Regions from separate parts of the Drosophila melanogaster genome. Here region 1 is linked to region 2. Evidence: chromatin contacts called from public targeted proximity ligation data. All regions are on one chromosome and are shown on one strand. The core of a region is the stretch at or near the end of the contact, and the rest is flanking DNA. Distances in the headings are between cores, read along the strand shown.

What was found.
Region 1: a targeted proximity ligation map of the Kc167 cell line shows a contact between it and region 2, with 9 times the contacts expected there. A contact is called at or near these places in 2 of 107 Hi-C or Micro-C datasets (both in the Kc167 cell line) and 2 of 7 datasets of targeted methods (both in the Kc167 cell line).

Annotation. Positions count from the first base shown.
Region 1 is chr2L:13,548,649-13,554,737 of dm6, forward strand. It overlaps kuz (kuzbanian), which reads left to right and starts at 1,491. Exons shown (of 13, transcript NM_165047.3): 1 at 1,491-1,645; 2 at 2,494-3,018. The coding sequence starts at 2,955. B4 (B4,) reads right to left here and starts at 680. Exons shown (of 7, transcript NM_001273516.1): 1 at 484-680.
Region 2 is chr2L:13,086,651-13,093,615 of dm6, forward strand. lncRNA:CR44197 (long non-coding RNA:CR44197) reads left to right here and starts at 3,153. Exons shown (of 1, transcript NR_073767.1): 1 at 3,153-3,909.

The DNA.
Region 1 (6,089 bases), core at 241-2,740, 460 kb after region 2:
TCGGGAAAAACCGTTTTCCGTATTGATTTCGGGGGGCGCTGCATGTGAGCTTCCCATAAACCAAATATGCATTCTAAAACGCCCGATGAAAGGAGTAGTTAGCTGCAGTTGGAACGAAGGAGTGGGGAGGGGAATCGAATGAAAAGAAGAAGAAAACAAGTTCTGGGCGCACAGTGGGGCAAGCTTAGAACTGTAGTGACCACTGTGCGGCAGCAGTTGAGCTTCTAGTTTGCAGTAAACGCTTCGGTCTCTCTCTCTCTCTCTCTCGCTCACGCAGGAAACCTGTTTTCGAGAATCGTTTTTTATAGCTTTTGCCACTTGCCACCAGACCAGGCCAAAATAAAAAAAAAATAAACAAAAAGTATTTCACAAGTTTTGTTTGCTTGCTTCTTTGCTGTTTGTGTTGTTGTGGTTGTTGCTGCGCTTGCTAGTTGTTTCGCTTCTGTTTATCATTTACTGTTGTTGCCACCGTTTGGCGTTTACCTTTTGCACAATCTTCGTTTACATGAAAGCGGCGACGACACGCGACCAAAGGCACACACACATTCGCACCTACACCCACACACGGACGGGGAACGCGGACAGACACACGGATACGTGAACGCAGACACGAGGTAACGGTAACGGACAGAGAAAGCGAGCACGTCCACCCGCAGCAACACTCGATGAGCATCTGACGAAGTGTTGCCAGGTGACACAACTCAGAGCGTCTTAACGAGTTTATCACTAAAAAATCCGAGCATGTTAATAATGAGCGCGCGATTCAAAATGGTTGTATTTTAACGTATACTCAAATTATCACAGTAAGCGATAGGCAAATTTAAATCAGTAGATAACCATAGCAAATGGCCCTATCCAGCTTATTAGCATAGCAACAAAACAAGCTTCTGATGTAAACAGCTTATTTGTTAAATATATCAAATTTCTAATAGTTTTCATTATAAATCTAAAATATCAAATGTGGCAACACTGGTTCCATATGATAAAGGTTGCCACCAGGCGTAAAAATATTTTCGTTGAAGTGGACGAGGGCTGCAAAATAAAGTAATTTTGGCGCCTTTTTTGAATTTAAGTGTTCAAAAAAAAATTTATGTAAATGAACGAAGAAGTACACAAGCTCACAAAACAAAATGATTTTAATTTTAATTCAATTAAACAAATTCTCTTTAGAGTTTAAAATATTATTTTGCAATAGCTTAATTTAAATAACATAAATAACATTTGTATTTGCTGTATACCTTATGCGTAAGTATCAATAATGTTTAAATATGTTTAATTAGCTGAAAAGTAAGTGCTGTTGCCTAAATAAGTTTTATTTAATGAATCTAACTATTATTAATATACTATAGTGAATACGATGAGTCATTGTATCATCTCTCGTCAATATCAGTATTAACGCACACGAAAACTAACGCATTAGAAAGATTATCTCTTTTTATGATACTGGTCACTCTAAGACTGAAGTACATTTGTATATGTGGTGAGAAATCGGGTAGTTTAAAAAAAACCACCAAGCGAGTTGGACGCGTAACTCTTTGTAACGGATCTCGGAACGCCGTGGGAGTCGGAAAATCGCTGGACGCGTGTTCGTGCGTTTGCATGTGTGCGTGCGTTCGTGTGTGTGTGTGTGCTAATGTGCGAGCGGGTGAGCGAATAAAAATAAATATATATCGTCAAGTCAGGCTTAAGAAATGTGCGCTAATCAAAGAAAATGCCCCCAATTCTGGCCAATTGAGAATTGTGGCTAAACAAAAAATTCGACCGGAGTTCAAGTGAGTGCCAATTGCGGAGACAAAATGGCTGCATTTCAACGCATTTAATTTACTGGCAACACATAGCAAACGAGAGTGAGAGAGAGAAATGTAGAGAGGCAATCCGAGAAGCAACATAAAAGAGAGAGCATGAAAGAAGTACAAGACGAGGCACACGAAAATAAGTAAACATGCAAAAACATTGTTAAATTAGCCCTATTGCGAAGTTAAACTACACATAATACTATTCACGAAAACATTTTTCTGTTTAATTATTTTGAAACAGCATTGTAAACAAATCGATTTGTTGTTCTTTTGTGCCAGCAACAACAAGCGTTTTAAAAGCAACAATAATTAATTTAATGCATTTTGTTGCGTTTGCGCCGCAGCTGTCGCTCTCTCCTTTTCCGTCTTCCGTCGCTCTTTGTCGTCTCTGTTGCATCTCCCTCTCTTGCTCTCCTCTCCGCGCTTGCTCATTGCCTCTGTGTGAGTGCAAAGGCCAATAGCTGTTTTTGTTGTGATTTTATGTTTGTTTGTATTGCTAATGTTTTGGTTTTCCAACTATTCATAAACTTATTAAACAAGAAAAAACGCATACCGAACTTATGAATATAGCGTAAATAGTAAAAAACATAATTATAAAAAAAACAATAAAACAAATAAAATTGCCTATTTTTATATTTAAATAGTATATTTTTAATAATATTAAATCAATCAAAATGTCTCGCTCTTCTGCCTTCAGAAATAAACAATCCAGTGAATAAACACACAAAATCAATCAAAAAAGAAGATTTTTCTTTTTTATTTTCGCTTTTAATTTATTAACGAGAAAATATTGGAATAAAACAAAAATAAAAATATAAGAAAAGTGTACGTGACAAGAGCTCGAAAAGAAGTTGCAACAAATAGCAAAAATAATTCGTGCGTGCGAAAAAGTGCTGCGAAGTTTTATGGCCCATGCAAAAAGTGCTAAATTTGTAAATGGCATGGAAAGTGCAAAGCTCTGATTAAAAAACCCGCGAAGATTGGAGTGCGAGGTGCCGCCCAATAACGCAACCAACTACTGCCACAAGGAAATTATTAAGACCAATCAACGACCTTCGCGGAAATAAAAAAAATAAAAAATAAAACAAAAGCAAGCAGAAATTTGGTGCTAGTTCTGTTTAGTCGACAGCCATCCACGTTGGATCCCCATCGCAAATAATGTCATCAAAATGTGCTTTCAACATTGTATTCGTATCGATCATTTTCATCATCATCGTAAATGGTAAGTTCGAAAAACTAACATTGATTAACAATGTAATCTAAATGGTTTCCGTTCCTATTTCATATAATTTTTTAAATATTTTAATTTAAAAATACATAAAGCATTGGTGTTTTTTTTCTGCACTTGACTCACTGGCAACCGAAGAAACCACAACAATCGGGGCTTAAAATGAAATACAGCCGAGGGTGCTGCAAATGACGCATAGACAATAACATTGGAATAAGTGCTCAATCAGGCGGAAACAAAGTTAACATTTTCACCCAGAACCCTTCGAGCAACAAAAATAATTACGTACTTTGCCAGGATAATTGACGAGTGAAGGATATTAGGGGGAAGGGGAAGGGTATCGTTTTGAGGGTGGAACACAGAGGGTTTCTTATAATTTTAGTAGACACTTTGGGTAATTGTCTTTGGGTTTTCTCGCCTCCCTAACTATGCTGTGGGTGTATTTTGTTATTAAACAAATGGGGTTGCTTTGCATAATTAATTTAATTTCGCTATTGTCACTCCAAGCGAATTGACAGAATGATTTTCTTGTGACCCAGAGTGTTTGCTTTCAGCAATATTCTCACTTGCAGGTGCCAAGGTTTCAAACTCAACCGACTCTAATAACAATCTATATAGCCGTGAATGTACTTTTTTTACACTTAAGTTAGCTACTCATATATGTATGTATGTTCATGTAAATATACAAATTCAGATTCTACCTATTTATTTCCACAAAGCAAGTCCATTGTTGGGGCAAAAAGAGCGAAGAAGGCGAAAAGCATAAGGTATAACGTGAGTCATGAAAACCTGAGTAAAGCTCAGGGGACTCATCCATTTTTATTGTGAAATCGTTAGCTTGGGTTTAACAAAAGGGGACTTACAAAATTTTAAAACTATATACTTCGGTATGAAACACACAGTAGGAATGAAACATTTAGCTTATACATCTACATATATAAATATATATATCAGAGTTGTGCTACTTAATTTATGAATATATTGTGTTTTGTGATAAAAAAAATGTCGTTACTGCATTGAAGACCGTTTTTTCGCCACTTCAACTAATTTGTTTGCATGGCAAGATTTTCCTAAGTTCAACGTTACGAAATTCGAGGCGGGGCGAGGGATCATGACAACAACTTCCACTCTTGGCTAATTAGCCAAAGTCAAGCAACATGAACATGGGTAAAAGAGTGAGGATTGAGGGCCAAGAATCAAGCCAAGAAGAGTGGCGGAGGCAAAAACTGGTTTATCCACTTGGCCGGCTAATCTGACAACAAAGAAAGAGAGCAGACATAAGAACCGAGAACCCAGAAGCGAGGCGAATAGAAAAGGCCAGAGACAAACAAAAAATCTGCGAAAAAGGTCAATGTCTCGGCATTATCTGTCTGGGCTGCACAAACCATATTATAATGATTAAAAATGAAAAAATTATAAAAAAATATATATATATATATATGCAACAGCTATCGGAGAAGAGTTTTTCTCCCACAAATAAGCAGCGGAAGCGAAAGAAATATATAAACCAAAAATGCTGTGAAAAGCAACAGTTCTGAGATACAGTAACAAGATACAGCTGGGAATTAAGATAAAGATACTGTATCCGTATCTTAGTTTCAGCTTGAGATTGCGGCTACTTTTTACGTAACTTATCTGCAGTTTTTTGGTTTCGTTTTTTTTTTTTTTTTGATCTTGAAAGAGACAAAAAAAACTTGAAGATTCGCTGACGAGTGAAATGAGTTTCTAGAGTCACATCTGGGTTTTTCCGGATTTTATTATTGTTATTGATAAGCTGTTGACTAAAAGTTGTTTCAAATATAATTTCAGTCGGGCAAAAAGCTTTCATAAATCACATATAGGAGATGTGGGAGAGTTTAGGATGGGAGGAGAGTTTAGGATGATAGGGCCCAGAGAACAATGGACACTTTGCCCGGGCATTTATGCAATTTTCCTTTGCTTTATTTCCCGTACGTGCCGAGTGCAACATAGTAAACAAACAAATAATGAAGCCACCATCGAAATCTAGAGATGACAACGTGACCGTGGATGAAGAACTTCGTGCTGTTTCATAATATACTCGTACAAAGAAAATGACCCACAAAACTCGTGGGTTTATTTGGTGAATCCGACCCAGATGATAGACGCGTTTGTTCTGTATTTGCCGTCGTATCTGCCAGATACAAATGTATCTGTCATTGCAAAGTGTGTTACTATCACCAGGCGGCTGACATTTATTGTTTGCCGAGTGCCTCTGCCAAATAAATGAAATAAAATGTAATAAAAAAATGAAATGCATACATGTAGCATTTATATGCGAATGTATACATGCGGTGAATAAATCCCTTAAGCTTGTTGAATGACTGAAGCGCCTGGCACTTCAAATTGATGAGTAGCTTTAATGAAAGGGCGTGACTCGATGTAAATTGCCCTCTTCTAGGGCGCTGCACATGCAGGGAAATGTAAATGGCTTTTCCGAGGGTGAAAGCATTGGTTGAATCGACACAAATGTCGTTATCCTGGCAGGTGAAATTCGTGTTGGCAATTTCCGTAACCGACTTAAAGGTTTTTGCGTGCGCATTTTAATATGCCAATTATAAACATAATCCGCCAAATCTTTATCTGATATATGATTTTAGTATATTTAAAATGGCATAAAATATATGGACGTTAAAATCCGTTTTTTGAGACATTACTAATTATTCTAGATATGGGCTTAGCACTTCCTTTGGGAAAGTGAATAATGTGTGCTCTTGAAACCTTCATTTCCACCAGGAAGCCCAAAGTTAGCCACTAAAAATGCGCTTAAATTGGATTTTATGTGAGTATTATGCTGCCTCATTATGCCAAATGGCCTAAATAACAATCAAAGCGGGACTCGCATGACACCAGTGGATTTGGGGAGTTTGAGGCCGGAGACTTGGAGGTTTGGTAGAATTTAATTAAATTATTAAAGTTACGCGGTAAGCCACAGAAATACGAGGGGTATACATAAACAAACAGACGAGCATCAGACAAAGGCATAAAAACTTTTCTTTTCTTTCCTTTTTATTCCCCTTTGCTCCCTTTCTTCCCCTTTGCCCCCA
Region 2 (6,965 bases), core at 1,903-4,402:
GCGGCAAACAAATTGCTGGCCAAAAATGTGACAAAGTCTGATCTAAAATAAAATATGGCAATACGAAGACATGAATTCGGAGTGTACATTCAATGATGAAGTGGCTTATTGTAGTTGGTATACCCTATATGTTCGCTACTATGCAAATGAAAAGAAGTGAAAAGCACCTAAATTATGCTGAATTTTTATTAAACTTTTAATTTGGGTGCAAACAAATTTATATACAATGTGTAGCTTATATTTCCCCTCTTTCAGACATTTCAGGATGGGTTTCTTTGTTCACTTTTAAGGTGTGCAAGGGTATTTAAATCGTCGCCCAGACTTAAAGTTAACCACTCTTTATTCTTGTTTGTGAAGCTGCTGCAGCCGTCCAATCATCGACCACACGTTTGGCATATGAAATGATTTGTGCCCATTGTTCGATTGTTGGACGTGTCGGCTCCTCGGGCTTTGTGGCTTCATTGGGTTCCTGGCCCGTTCTGAATTGATTTGGCTCTGGATGCCGGTCGCCAGTTGCCGGTTGCCTGTCGTCCGCTGTCGATGGCGCGTATTGATAATTGAAATCAGGCATGAAATCGCTGCGGCCACTTGAGTTATGGCGTTTGCCTGGCGCTTTTGTTCTCGCCACACTCTCTCCGTGCAATTGGCCACCCCAAAGACATCCGACACAGTAGCCGCTGAAAATTTGCATAACAATTTGAAATTCTCGGGCAGTAACGAGAAGGATGGAGGATTCCCTGGCCCGAGTCCCCCCCCCACTACATCTGATTGATTGCTGCGAACGCTTGGGTGCTTTGATTGTAAGCAAATTCCCACTTTGGCCATAGGGCTATTTAAAAATTCCAACTTTTTTGGGCCTGCAATTAACGAGAGGAGGAATCCTTTCCTTCCTCCCGAACCTCCTTTTCATATGTGATGGAAAAAATGTTTAATGTCTTTGCAGGCACGTGGCATGTTTCTACTTTTAGTTTTATTTATTCTGTACATGTGATCGTGGGTGTGACGACTGCATATGCCTGCAGCGAAAAAACTTGACAGGTCACAAAGTGGATGAGCAGGAGCCACAAGTTGAAGACAGCTGAAAGGAGCAGTCAGGGCACAAAGTCGCCAAAGATCGCAAAAATGTGAAGGTAGTCGAAAGTAAATTTGGTTTGAGTAAACTTTATTTTGGTTTAAGTTATTTAAAAAAATTAAATGTGCATATACTCTGTTTGAATTACAATTTAAATTTGATATAAACTAAATATAACCGTCAATCTGTTGCATTACATTTAAAGGTGGTCAGTTGTTTGCCTCAACTATATCCTTGTGAGATAAAGAACACCCAAGGAAGGGTATAAACAAGGGCATTTAAGGCAACCTTCGGGCCACCAACGATGACAAGAGATGAGGACGAGGATGCCTCAGAGACAGCATCTGGCAAAGACAGTTGTTAGTTGAGTTTCCTTTATGGCTGCCATGAGGGTGGTCTGCATCGTTTCGGTTTGCCTCCGCTGCCTGTACTCAACTTTTGCAGTTGCATTTATTAGTTCTTGTGAAAATGTTTTACGCTTCAGCGGAGCAATTAGCGTTGCTTTGGTTAAACGAAACGAGCTGAGGGGAAAAATTCTGGGAAATAGGGTAGGAAAATGAAAGAAAACCCTTACTAAGAGTTGAAACAATCATTCTATGATGTGCAGCGAAATACTTTATATTTTAGAAACTTTAAATTTGAAAACTATACGGTTGCTAACAAAACTAATATTTAAGTTTATGAAGACTTCAATGTGAAACTTTTGGAGCTTTTAATAAAATGATTTTGCAGCATGTGCCTGGCAGGAATGACATATTTTGAGCGAAAACTTCCGATCGATGACTTAGCCATGGCTTCATGACACTTTTGACACTATGTATGCACTAAAAGGCATCTGGCACAGCCCCCGATAACCCGATGGAAACCCCTAGAAATCCACCATGTAGTAGTATACCAAGACCAGAGTGTTTAAAATTCTATCTACGGACCGCACAAGTGTCCGTGTTTGCATTGCCGCGCTCGTTTGTCGTCTATTTGCTTAGACATTGCGCTCGCATCGTTTGGAATCGCATCGCTTGGCCCGGCGCACATGGCGTATGCGTAACCTTGAGCTTTGTATTCCGATGATATTGCACAGGCAAGTTGCTAGCAGACCGACATCGATGATGATGATGTTTCTGCTGCTGCTGCAGAATCGGGCAGCTAACGACACGCATATGACTGCAATATGCTTGAAAAATATAACAATTATGGCTAGTTAAGAATTCCGTTCCTCTCGACATTTCCCTCCATCTCTTTTTATGGCCATGCAGTGCAATTAGTTACTTGAGTGCTGAGTACATAGTGGACTCGTAATCGATTCGAATGATTATGGACGTCTAGTTCTTCGAGGTCTCGGCGGACAGTCGATTTGCAGTAGAGTTGAAGAGATAGGCTGCAAGCAACTTAAGTTTTAAATTATACATGAATAACATATTTCTAAATAGATGAATTTTTTTTACAAATCAATAGTTAGAAAAAGCTATAATCTCTTGTTTATTTGGTTTGGTTTATTTGGATTCCTTATGGATTATCCTTGTCGTTGTGGTTTTCCTTGCGCTTTACACATTGGGATCACATACTCATTGAGCTTGCCCAAGCCAACTCTCCCCGATCGAATTGCCAGTGCCATCGCTGCGGATGCGTAATCGAATCATCGATATTGCGCATACGCAATGTAATCCACTTCCAGCTTCAACCTTGCTACTTCCACGCTAACGATCTTCCGGCTGGCATAAGTACAAAGGAAATTGGCGATAGCGAAAACAACTTCGGCAGCATCAATAACAAATAACTACAACCGGTCAGCTGCATTAATGCCAAGAATTTCTAATAGGAAATGCCGAACGAACAGAAAAATACTGAAATTGCTCCAGCAACTCGACAAAAGCAGCCAGCCATTAAAAAAAAGGCGCGACATTGCGGGGTTGGGGAGCTTAAAAAAAAGTTTTGCTTACGTGACCACAGCAGCAGCAGAAGATTTACACGTCTGACCTTGGGGGCGAAAATCTTGCTGCAATCTTCAATAATAAAATTAAATATAATTGCCGGAGGGAGACGATAGAATAGAGAGCTGCTTCCAGCACCAACACCAAATGCAACAACTACAATGGCAAATGCAAAAGCAAACTGCCAATCAAATTGTCAGTCAAGTGGAAAAGAGCAAAAACTGCAACACGAGCGGGCCAGCGAAGAAATTTCCACAAGGCGAAACTTCTCGCTCTTCCCCATCACAGAACTGAATACAACCGAATAGAATAGAACTGAACTGAACAGTATAGAATACAACCGAGAGATCGGGCAGAAAACTAACACCCCGGCCATATATTCCATATAGTATAGATGGGATGTGTGCGAAACTTGGCAAAAACAAATAGTGCAAAGACCTTGAAACGCTGCTGGGATTGGAGGCATCCGAAACAACAACAAAATGCAAAATCACCCTGGAATAACCGGCAACAACTAAGCTAAAAAAAAAAAAAAAATACGACAACAACAACAACAAGCTAAACAACAAAAATTACAAAATGCAACACGCAAACTTAGAACCGAAACGAGCGAAACAAATCGACAGGCGGATGGAACGGCAACAATGGCATCAGCCGCAGCGCGGTTAAAAATAAAGAAATAAATAAACAAAAAATACTTGCAACTACATATTTCTAAAGAAACCACTGAGAACTTTGCCTCAGCATCGACGACGAATTGGAATGACCCTTTTAACCATTGATAATCAAAAGTTTTGATAAGAAAACAGTGAAGAATTTCAGAAAAAAATATTAAATTGTATTGTAGCATTACAGCATTTATCACGACTTAAAACACGGTTTATGTTCACTTAAGCAAAGTAAAATCATAAAAAATATTTGCGTTCATAGCATTTACTTAATTAAAAAATGCATAAATCTAGCTTTTATCGTTTGTGTTTGAACAAACACAAAAAAAAAACTATTTTCTCGTTTATAAACTTGGCCGGCAAACATGACCAACACCTGCCTTTCCATCCAATGGCTAATCAAACATTAAAGCCAATTGAATATTAATCGCACTATTAGAAGCTCGTGCTTGTTAATTATTTGTTAGGGTATTTCAAGTTGACCTCAAAAGCTATCCCAAAGTTGCATTCTGCAGCGGCGGCTGCTAAGCAATTTGTAAAATGAGCGGATTGCAGATTGTGAATTCGCAGGGTGGCAGCCAGGGGATGGAAGCTGGTAAAGCAAAAGGCTTGTGGTTATGGGTTTGTACTTGGCACCAGCTCATTTCATTATCATCTTCATTAGGAGAGTGCGAGGGGTTGGGGTTCGGTGGTTGGGGGGTTGGAGGTTGCAGATGCAGCGAGGGCTGCGAGATAAGCTGAGGCGGATTCGGATTCTCCATTGCATTTCAGATTCAGAAAAGCTCCGCGCTTTTTCCATAGTCGCTGCTTTGCCGACTGCCCGTACAGTGGCCACTCGCTAAGGGATATTCGGCTACATTGTCATATTTTTCTGCCAGTTAAGTTTTCCACCCTTTTTGGTTTTTTAAACATTTAGTTTTAAATTTAAATAATAATTACATTCAAGTTTGGAAGTATTTTCGAATTTTCAAGCGAAATTTTAAATTTTCAGATACAAAATTCTGTAAAAATGAAGAATTGTTTTTGAATTCTAAGGAATCTAATAAATAAACTTAAAAAGTGCTTGCATGCTTAGCGAAATTAGAAAAACCTGCCACAGCATGTGTGCTGCTTATTAGCCACCACTGTGTTTCTGTTTTAGTTTAGCAATAACTTTTTGCTGCTGTTGTTGTGCGGAAATTTCGCAGTGCTTTTTTATATTTTATTTTTTGTTGCTCAGCAACGCCCATTTGACCGCAGTGCAAGAGTGCGAAAGAGATGGACGACGAGCGGGACGTGGAGGGCGCGATGCTGGACGGCAACTAAATCATGTGACTTTTTCCTCCGCCTTAACAGAAACGCTTTTTGTCGTCCCCTAAATGGACTTCTAAAGTGGATTTTTTTTTATGCGAGAATTTCGGTTATTAAGCAAAGTTCAGAACAATGCAGTTTTGTTGATTTGTTGCTGCCGCCGCGATGAGTTAAAGTCGCATTTTTATGGGAAAGGGGAATTTTTGAGACCGGCTTTCTTGGGTTAAGGGTTGGTGGGAACAAGGGTTGCGGCTCTGGTATTGTGGTTCGTCAAATGGAAATTGAGCTGGGAATTACCTTAACCTGAGAGGAACTGATCTATTGAAAGATTCAACTTATTAGCCATGAATTCTGGGAATTAAGCTAAAACGAGCTCTACTCTAAATGGGCTGATTATTCCAAGTTGTCAATAATGACAGGAATCTGTAGGGATTTGCATTGTTAACGAAGTGCTTTATTTATTGTTGCAAGAATTCTCATTACTTATAGTTAATTTTGTGTGGATGGTGATTTTCCGGAATAAATTTAAATTATAAATACCCATCATCAGTTGAATGTATTGTAATTACAATTTCGGGTATTTATTTAGAAAGTAGAGCTGTTAAAGCTTAAAGTCCTCTCTTGGCTAAATTAATCAAATATAAGTCCTTTATATTTGCTACTCTTTACGACTACAATGCACCGAATTATTTCAATTAAATTATTCAAAATGTTCTTATCACATAAATGCCATAAATCGATGATTTTCATACTTAATTGCTCACAGAATTCGGGCATGGAAATTGGTTTATTAACTCACAATTTCCAACTAATACGTAGGTTATGGCATGCCCATTTAAACCCAATTTTGCACTAATGACGTCTAATTAATTGCACAAATAGCTACGATTCAGTTCCTTCATCCAAACCATTTCCTTTTCAACTTACCAACTCTGGTTTATTGTTAGACAAGAATATTGATGAGAGGACAAGGACAGCGTCTGGTTTCCATGGAGCAGGAAGACTTGACTGATGGAACCATAATCGTTGCCATTAGCTACCCCTCACTGGATTGAGCTTATTGAATGAAATACAAAACTATGATTCTCGACTGGACTGGACTGAACTGACTGACTTACTGGCCTTGGGCACAAGATTGGCCAAGTTTATGCTAAAAGCAGAATATGCAATAAAAGCCAAGGCAGAAATCAAGTTGACAAAAAGGTCGGAGCTAGCGACGGTTTCTTTAGCTTATTATGAATGCATATTTCAGGCTTAATCCCAAAGTGGCAAAACGAGAATGTTGCAGGACGGAATCGGATTGGATGGAACTGCTTTTGGGCAGCCGGCATCCAATGTGGCAACATTCACATCAAGTATCTTGTATCTTGTATCTCGGATCGCTCTGGTTTCGTTTCGCTTCTTGTTCCCTGGCTTTTTGGCCCGGTCAACTGGTTTGAGGGTAGCTTCTTCTTTTAATCGAGTTCATCATTGTTCATTATTGTCGCCACAGCTCTTGCAAGTGTTTAATTTTATGCCGCCTGCTGCTGCGACTGCTGCTGCTGCTGCTGATGTTTCTGCCTCGAAGGTCAACAAGTGCCAAGGAGGAATTGGCCTGACCAAAAACTGGAACTTTTTCGATTTCATATGCCTACGCCTTCGATGGAAATTTTAATAAGCAACCGAAGGTCAGCAACAGGAGATTTTTAGCCTGCGGTTTGGTCAATAATTTTGCCTTTCATTTTCTGGCTTCTCCTGCTCGAAGCCACTCGGAGCCACATCAAAAACCCGAGAAACTTCGACAAGGAATTCTAATCAGAAAAGTTTTCTCGGCCCGTGCAGCTGGGCCTGGGAAAATCATTTGGTCGAGAGCCAGCAATTTCCACAAGGTTACCAAGTCGAAAGCCTCAATTTGTTACAACCAACAACCGCACACGATGACAATTGCATGTCACATTCAGTTTCCATCTATCCCTCAGCAAATGCACGCGAAGAGCACCTGAGTGGCCCACCTGAGAAACCGATCAA